2 separate regions of the Anser cygnoides genome follow, and region 1 is linked to region 2. A link is a contact called in public Hi-C data. All regions are on one chromosome and are shown on one strand. Each heading gives the region's core, a stretch centred on a gene start, on an enhancer-like site or on the middle of the called end of the contact. The rest is flanking DNA. Distances are from core to core; before and after follow the strand shown. Region 1 holds the start of NDUFAF6 (NADH:ubiquinone oxidoreductase complex assembly factor 6). Region 2 holds the start of FSBP (fibrinogen silencer binding protein).

Evidence for each region. Hi-C and Micro-C count contacts between places; a contact is called where the count stands out from the background.
Region 1: a contact with region 2 is called in a Hi-C map of liver, with 2.1 times the contacts expected there. The contact joins the promoter of NDUFAF6 here to the promoter of FSBP in region 2. A contact is called at or near these places in 2 of 7 Hi-C or Micro-C datasets (both in liver).

What each region holds. Positions count from the first base shown.
Region 1 is chr2:139,299,708-139,302,762 of Taihu_goose_T2T_genome, forward strand. NDUFAF6 (NADH:ubiquinone oxidoreductase complex assembly factor 6) reads left to right here and starts at 1,658. Exons shown (of 9, transcript XM_066990608.1): 1 at 1,658-1,850.
Region 2 is chr2:138,968,894-138,972,385 of Taihu_goose_T2T_genome, forward strand. It overlaps FSBP (fibrinogen silencer binding protein), which reads right to left and starts at 1,662. Exons shown (of 2, transcript XM_013172352.3): 1 at 84-1,662. The coding sequence starts at 454. All of the region lies in intron 3 of RAD54B (RAD54 homolog B), which reads right to left.

The DNA.
Region 1 (3,055 bases), core at 408-2,907, 330 kb after region 2:
CAGAATGGCAAGAAACAAATTCAGTGAACTGAGAAAGAGGTCAGGATTATTGTTTTTTATAAGATACCTGGTTAATTCTTTTCTTACTAAGGGTTTAAATCAGATTAACACCATTTTGGTTCATTCAGAGATTAACAAAAGTTAATATTTTATAAGATTTATTTATAATACCCTTGAGGTTTAGAGTATGTTTATGTAACCCTTCTGCCAGGAATTGGCAGCAGCTGAAAGAGCTGGATTCATTTATCTAGGGGTTCTCTCTGAAAACTTAAACAACAGCAGTTTCAGCCTCCACCCAGAAATCTACCAAAGCTAAATGACCTCCTTTGGGTGCCCTGACAAACAATAAATCCTGCTCAAGGCATAGCAAGGGTTTAAAACAAGGTCCAGAGTTTCAAGACAAAGAGAACTTCAGAGACGAGGGAAAGAACTGAGGGAAAGGGACGAAGAAAGACTCAGGATAAACCCACAAGAGCCACTAATCGATAAACCAAATAATGCTGGAATGATGTTCCCAGCCTTCCTCTCCTCCTCTTCCCTTTGTTGTCTTGTCATCACACAAAATAAAGGCTTGCTCTCATTTCCAAACAGATGTCTTGTAACTTGAATGTCACTGCCCACTCAAAACCTCCCCCATATTTACTGTGTGGCTTCAATAATTTTCAGCTAAGCAAATGAACATGCATATTAGTGCCCCAGATCAGGGAGATCCTACTCACTTTCCAGCTCATAGTCTCCTGATCGTGCCAATTCCCTGTGCTGGCATGTATTCTCACCTGACCACGTAGTGAACTGATTCAGAGCAGCAAACTGGTAGAAAACTTCCTCAAGAAAACAAAGAGAGAGCAGTGAATGTTCTGCTGTTTTAATCCCCTGAATCAGCTCCATGTAGTATTAAATGAAGGAAAAGCTGGCACTTGGGAGGAGGATGGCAAGGCTGGGGATGGAAAGCTGGTCTGTTGCTACTTCTACTAATAACTACCCACAGTTTGGGTTGGCATGGTTTTAAGATGAAACAGCTCTTAAGCTTGTTGGTACTTTTGTTAATTTGTTAGTTTATCCTCAGATAGGCCAAACTTTGAAGGGACATGACTGCTCTGCCTGTGACTACAAGACTAAAATGACCGTGTTGTGATGTGAGTCAGCTCTGCAGAGGGACCATATCCAGCACAAGGTCCCAGCAGTGTCCCACAGCCTGCACCTGGAAGCTTTTAAGGTGTCTTTTAGGGATGGCAGCTCTAACCTAGTGTGTCAGGTCTCCCTTGTCCCCGTGTTCATGTGCCACCGCTGTGTTGTGGTGTGCTGGCTCTCTTGCCCGAACATGTTCTGTGTACGAATACTGCTGTGCCCAGCCTGTCACAGCTTGGGACTGCTCCAACGGGATATTTTTATCATTCAGATTCCTCAGATTTGTGGGGTTTGAACACGTGAGTGCCGGGTTTTCCGGAATTTCTTTTGAGGGGAATTCAGCTCAAGCCCATGCCAGCGGCGACCGCCCCGGGAGCCGGGGTAAACTGAGGCCAGGGCGGCGCCGAGGAAGCCATTTGCAGGACAACAAAAGGCTGCACGGCCAAAAACCCCGGACAGAAATAACGCATTCTTGGGTGCCATCTACCGGTACCTTCTCCCTTAAACTTTTACACCGGGCCCTTCTGCGACCCTTCGGCACTTTACGGAGCCGATCTCCGCCTGAGGCTACCTCAGGGTCCTGTCCCAGCGTCCTCCCACCCTCCGCCGAGCCAAGAGGGCGCGGGACCCCCGCTGCGGGAATCGTGTGGGGAAAAGCGGCCAAACCACCGAGGAGCCGCCACTTTACAGAGGACACGCTCCCAACCCTCCCCGTCGAGGGGGTGAGGAAGGGGCCGTCCCCCTCGGCTGCGCGGGCCGGGGTGAGCGACAGGAGGGGCGGAGCGGCAAAATGGCGGCCGCCGCCATGGCCGCGGGAGGGCTTCGTCCAGCGCCGTGCCACCGCCTGGTGAGGGCGGCGGGGGCCCGCGGCGGGCAGCCGTGGCTGAGGGAAGGCAGGGCGGCCGTGGCGGCGGGCTGGAGCCGGCCGGAGCCCGGGGGAGAGGTGCAGTACTGCGCCGAGCTGCTGCGGTGAGTGCTCGGGGGGGAGGCCGGGCTCCGCCGCCCGCCCAGCCCGCCTCGGGGGTGGGGAGAGCCGGGGACGGGGCCGGGCGGTGAGGGGGAGCCCGGCCCGGTCAGTGAGGGTAATCCGGCCCGGGGATGGGCCTGAGGAAATCTTAATGTGGGCCGGCTCCTTTCGTTGTGGGGACACCGACCTCCCCTTTTCGGGGGACGTGCGAGGTCCTGAGATGCCCCGCGGAGTGCCAGGGCCCTGCTCCTGTTGTGGTCTTTTCTCCTCGAGTAATATCGGGACCGCAAATAAAAACCTGCGGTGGAAACTGCTGGATAAATATTGGAACTGCAAGGCTGATTTAATCTGTAAACAGTGTTTTTTTTTTTTTTCTTCCTTCTTTCACAGCTGCTTTTCTTCAGAAGCATTGGACGTTTCCATTTGATTGTTTCAGATTATGCAGTGAAAGATCATCGAAACGGGCATTTAAAAATAATCAGTGCTTTCAGGTCTTGGTTACTGGGAAATAGTCAAACTTTCCAAGGACTCCTTGGAAAAACGAGCAGAGGAAATCCCCCAGCTGGACAGACCTGAAGTAGCTGTCCTGACCTTAAAGCAGGAGGGGGAGGATGCAAAAACATCTTTTCAAAAGCATCTGCCTTTGGTCAAAGCCCAAGGAGCAGGAGCACAGGCCGGAGGCTTTCAGGTCAGGGGACGCGTCCTGCTTTGCTTCTGGAGCTGCAAGCGATGTGCAACGCCCTCTGCTTGTTTCCTAGTCCCCAGGAGTTCAAAGGTACAGGGTTAGAGGAAGAAACCCATCTGCTGTGTAAAGACTCCTGCTTTCTATTTGGATGCTGTTGTTGATGAAAGCAGAGAGAAGGCTTCGAAGTGTGTATGGAAGGAGTGGAGCAGGATAGTCGTCTCCAAACCGACAGCTGTAAAAGACACAAAGTCACATGTGGTCAGCAGTAGTGGTTG
Region 2 (3,492 bases), core at 412-2,911:
ACACGAGAAACGCGTCACAGAGCAGATAGGAGGCGCCATAATTTTCATTCAGAAACAAAATGAAAAAAAAAAAATTCTCTCACCTTTGTACACCGCTCCTGTCTCTTAAACACACATTGGAAATCTGTGGAATCATCTCCACAACTTTCTTGGTTGGCTCGGAAATGCTGCTTTTACAATCGGAGTGCGTCTCCTTTTGCTGCAATAGCTCCTGTTTGGCATATTCTTTGAGCCTCTTGTACAGCGTGCGCAGGCCCTGTGCGGTACGAGGCGGGCGATCTACTCCGATGGCATTGTAGTTATCAGCTATGATATCCCAGCATTTGTTTTTTTCCACTATGACTGAATGCTTATTGGTGTGTTCTTCGAGAATTTTAACGTACGGCTTCACGAGTTTTAGCAAATCGAGCTTTTCAGATAAGGTGAAATTAGAAGATCTGGCCTTCCCGACCATTGTTAGCTCGGAATTAAGGAAGCTGTTCCTGAAGCCACCATGCAGTCCCTAGCTCTGCTCGGCTCTTTTTCACAAACAGAAAAAGATCAGGCTTAACTAGGCTAGTCTCATTTAGGCCCACGCCTACAAGGGAGGGTTTATTAAAATTCCTTCAGCTTAAGCTGACGCAGGTTCAGGAAATCTGCTTAAGCCAAGCCTGACCTACATAAGGCTTCAGACTGAAGAAGACGAGAAGAAACAAGCAAAATACACTTTTGTATGAAGAGACCAGACACACGCAGGATTTAAAGACATAAAGGTTTAAAGATTAGCACGTTACCCAGCTAAAAATTACCTAATTTAGCCGGAGTAACAAGCTCTGACACATATCCCTAGCTCTCTCGCACATATCGCAAACTGAAACCGCACTCGGGATTTCGCACGCAACGGGCGGCCGAAAAAAGGGAGGGAAAAAAAAAAAAGAAAAAAAAAAAGCAACAATTGTTTTTGGGGGGCGATTTATTGACTGTTACACCGAGCGGGAGGCGAGGCGGAAAGCTCCAGCCAGATAAGCGCGGCGTGTGTAGGGAGCTCCCTCAGAGAGCCCCCGGTCGGCCGCCGCGCTCTCCGGCGGTATTTGCATAATGCTAGTCCTGCTGTCAATCAGCTATTGCATATCCTCCAGCTGGTTAGGTTACACTCGGCCTTCCAGCAAAGCTAAGCTTCTCCTGCATTTTGCAGCCTGCTCCTGCTACCTACACAGAGGCTTCTTAAAGAGGCAGCCGCTATTCGCGGCCCGGCGTTTGACGGCGGAGAAAGCGACAAAAAAAAAAATCCTGGTGGAAAAAAAAAAAACAAACAAACGCGGCGGCGTGAGAGCTGAATCGGCTTTTTATCCGGCTTTTTCTCGTGGCTGCAGCCTGCAGCTGTGCCCTGCTGGAACATGCCTGCCTCTCGGGGCGTGTGGCATCGCCGTGCAGCCCGTGGTGGCTGCGAAACGGCCTGACCTGCCTCTCGGGATGCCTGCGAGAAAGGTTACGGCTCAATCCCAAATTACTGGGTCTGCCATCACGAGTGGAAGCTGGGGTTTTCCTAACAACCACCGGGAAACATGCTACTTGCGTGATAATACTTCCAGGCATTCCTTCTGGGTGAAAACCTGACTTTTAGGAGCAAGATGTGCGTGCTGCGTTGGTGCATCTCCGCTGTTTGCTCCAAAATGCATCACCTTGAGCCAAGCCTTAACACAAAAACGCAGGCGAGGTTTGAAATTTCTCCGGTCTAAACTCGATTAACAAAGCGGAGGAACCTGCAGATGAAAGGGAAGGCGCCCATAAATACAAGAAGCAACAACTAAGTTTGAAAAAATCGCGTATGTCACTGCAAGAGTCCAAAGGGTGGAAACAAACACAATTTGAGATGGTGGCAACAGCTTCTCAAGCTTAACATGTTCAGCCTTGAAAAAAAGGGAGCCTAGAAGGGGGGGGTAAGGGCAAGAGAAATCTAATTATAGCTTGAAATATCTATCTGCAGGCAATAAAGATCTAGGTATAAACTTGCTTGCTCAAAGGGGAAAAATCCCCAAGCAGACGCAAGCCGCAATCAAAACAAAAAGCCTGAAACTAAACGAAAGGAGACTTTCACTGCTAAAAATCAGCCAGCGTTTACAATAACAAGCGTGTTTGGAACAACTTCCCGAGGCTTGGCTTGCCCACGCCACCTAACAAAATTGTGACTGGTCCACTTTGCTGGAATTGCTTTCAAGCCAGGATTAAATAAAGCATTTTATAGTCTGAAGCCCATTTCGGGAGACTTTGAGAAACAAAATACTTCTGTGGTTAGAAACACCGCGTGAAAACCATTACTTTTAAACACCTAATCCTTCCCTATTTCCCCACACTTTGCTCTTAATATTACTAAAGAGTGGTGTACCAGTGGTTAAAAAAAAAAAAAGGAATATGCCTAATGTATTTTAGGCTTCTGGGAGTATAGGAATCGAGGAGCCACAGAAAAGCCCACCTTGTGCCCTCGGATGTTTAAGGAGCTGTGCAGGCCCCAGTCTCTTGACTTTTAGTGACAAAACTCAGGGCTAGGCTGTGTGAGTAAAGGCTCCTCCCCACAAACACAGAGCAGGTGAACATCACCAGGAGGAGGAACCCCAATAACCCCAAGGAAAGAAGGGGGGCCCTCGACATGGCTGCTCCAACAGAAACACGAGCGGCCCCACAGCCCAGGAGTGGGACCGTGACAGGAGAGTCGACGGGTGAGGCCCCCCCGCTCACTTTGCAGCCCACCGGGGTATGGCAGTCATTACGAGATGCCAGCAAGTGTATTTTGGGATTGGACAAGGCTTAGGACGGGGTATTTCAAGGAGGGAACAAGGGCAAGTAAAGGAGCGGATGAAAGTGCTTTGGGAAGGAACAGGCACAGGGAAATGGGGTGTGAGGAGCCCAGATGCATGTCCAGCCATCCCCTAGCCCTGATCACTGGAGTTTGTCCCATCTTCTTACTAAACTACACTTGTAACTATTTTCCTGGGTGAGAGAAGCGTTTATTCCGATCACAGATCAGAGGGACCCACGTGCTTGGGGTACCGGCAAGCAGAGGCCAAACCCATGCTATCACCTCGGCCCGTATGGCAGCACACGGTCGCTGGCAAGCACCAAACCATAAAGAGACAGCAGATATGGGACTGGGAGCCAAGACCTGGCCTCCATGAGCCTGGGCCACATTCTGGAGCGACCAGAGGGTCTGTGAGATGGCTGCGGGAGGGACCAGCACCTCTGCGGGCTGGCTGCTGGTCAGGCCAGAAATGCAGACCAGTGCAGGGTTGTGTCCGTGTGGCTGAGGCAACCGGGACAGACCAGGGGATTAGGGACCAGCCAGTGAGGAGAGTAACTCCCCAAAATGCTGCAGCAGCCATCTCTGTGCCGGGCTGCAGCAAATCTTAATAAACCTACCCGAACTCGTGTTACTTCATCACCTTCCTGCTTAACAGAGACCCGGTTTCCACACTAATGCAATTACAGCAAAACACCGCTACAATGATTTCTTCTGAG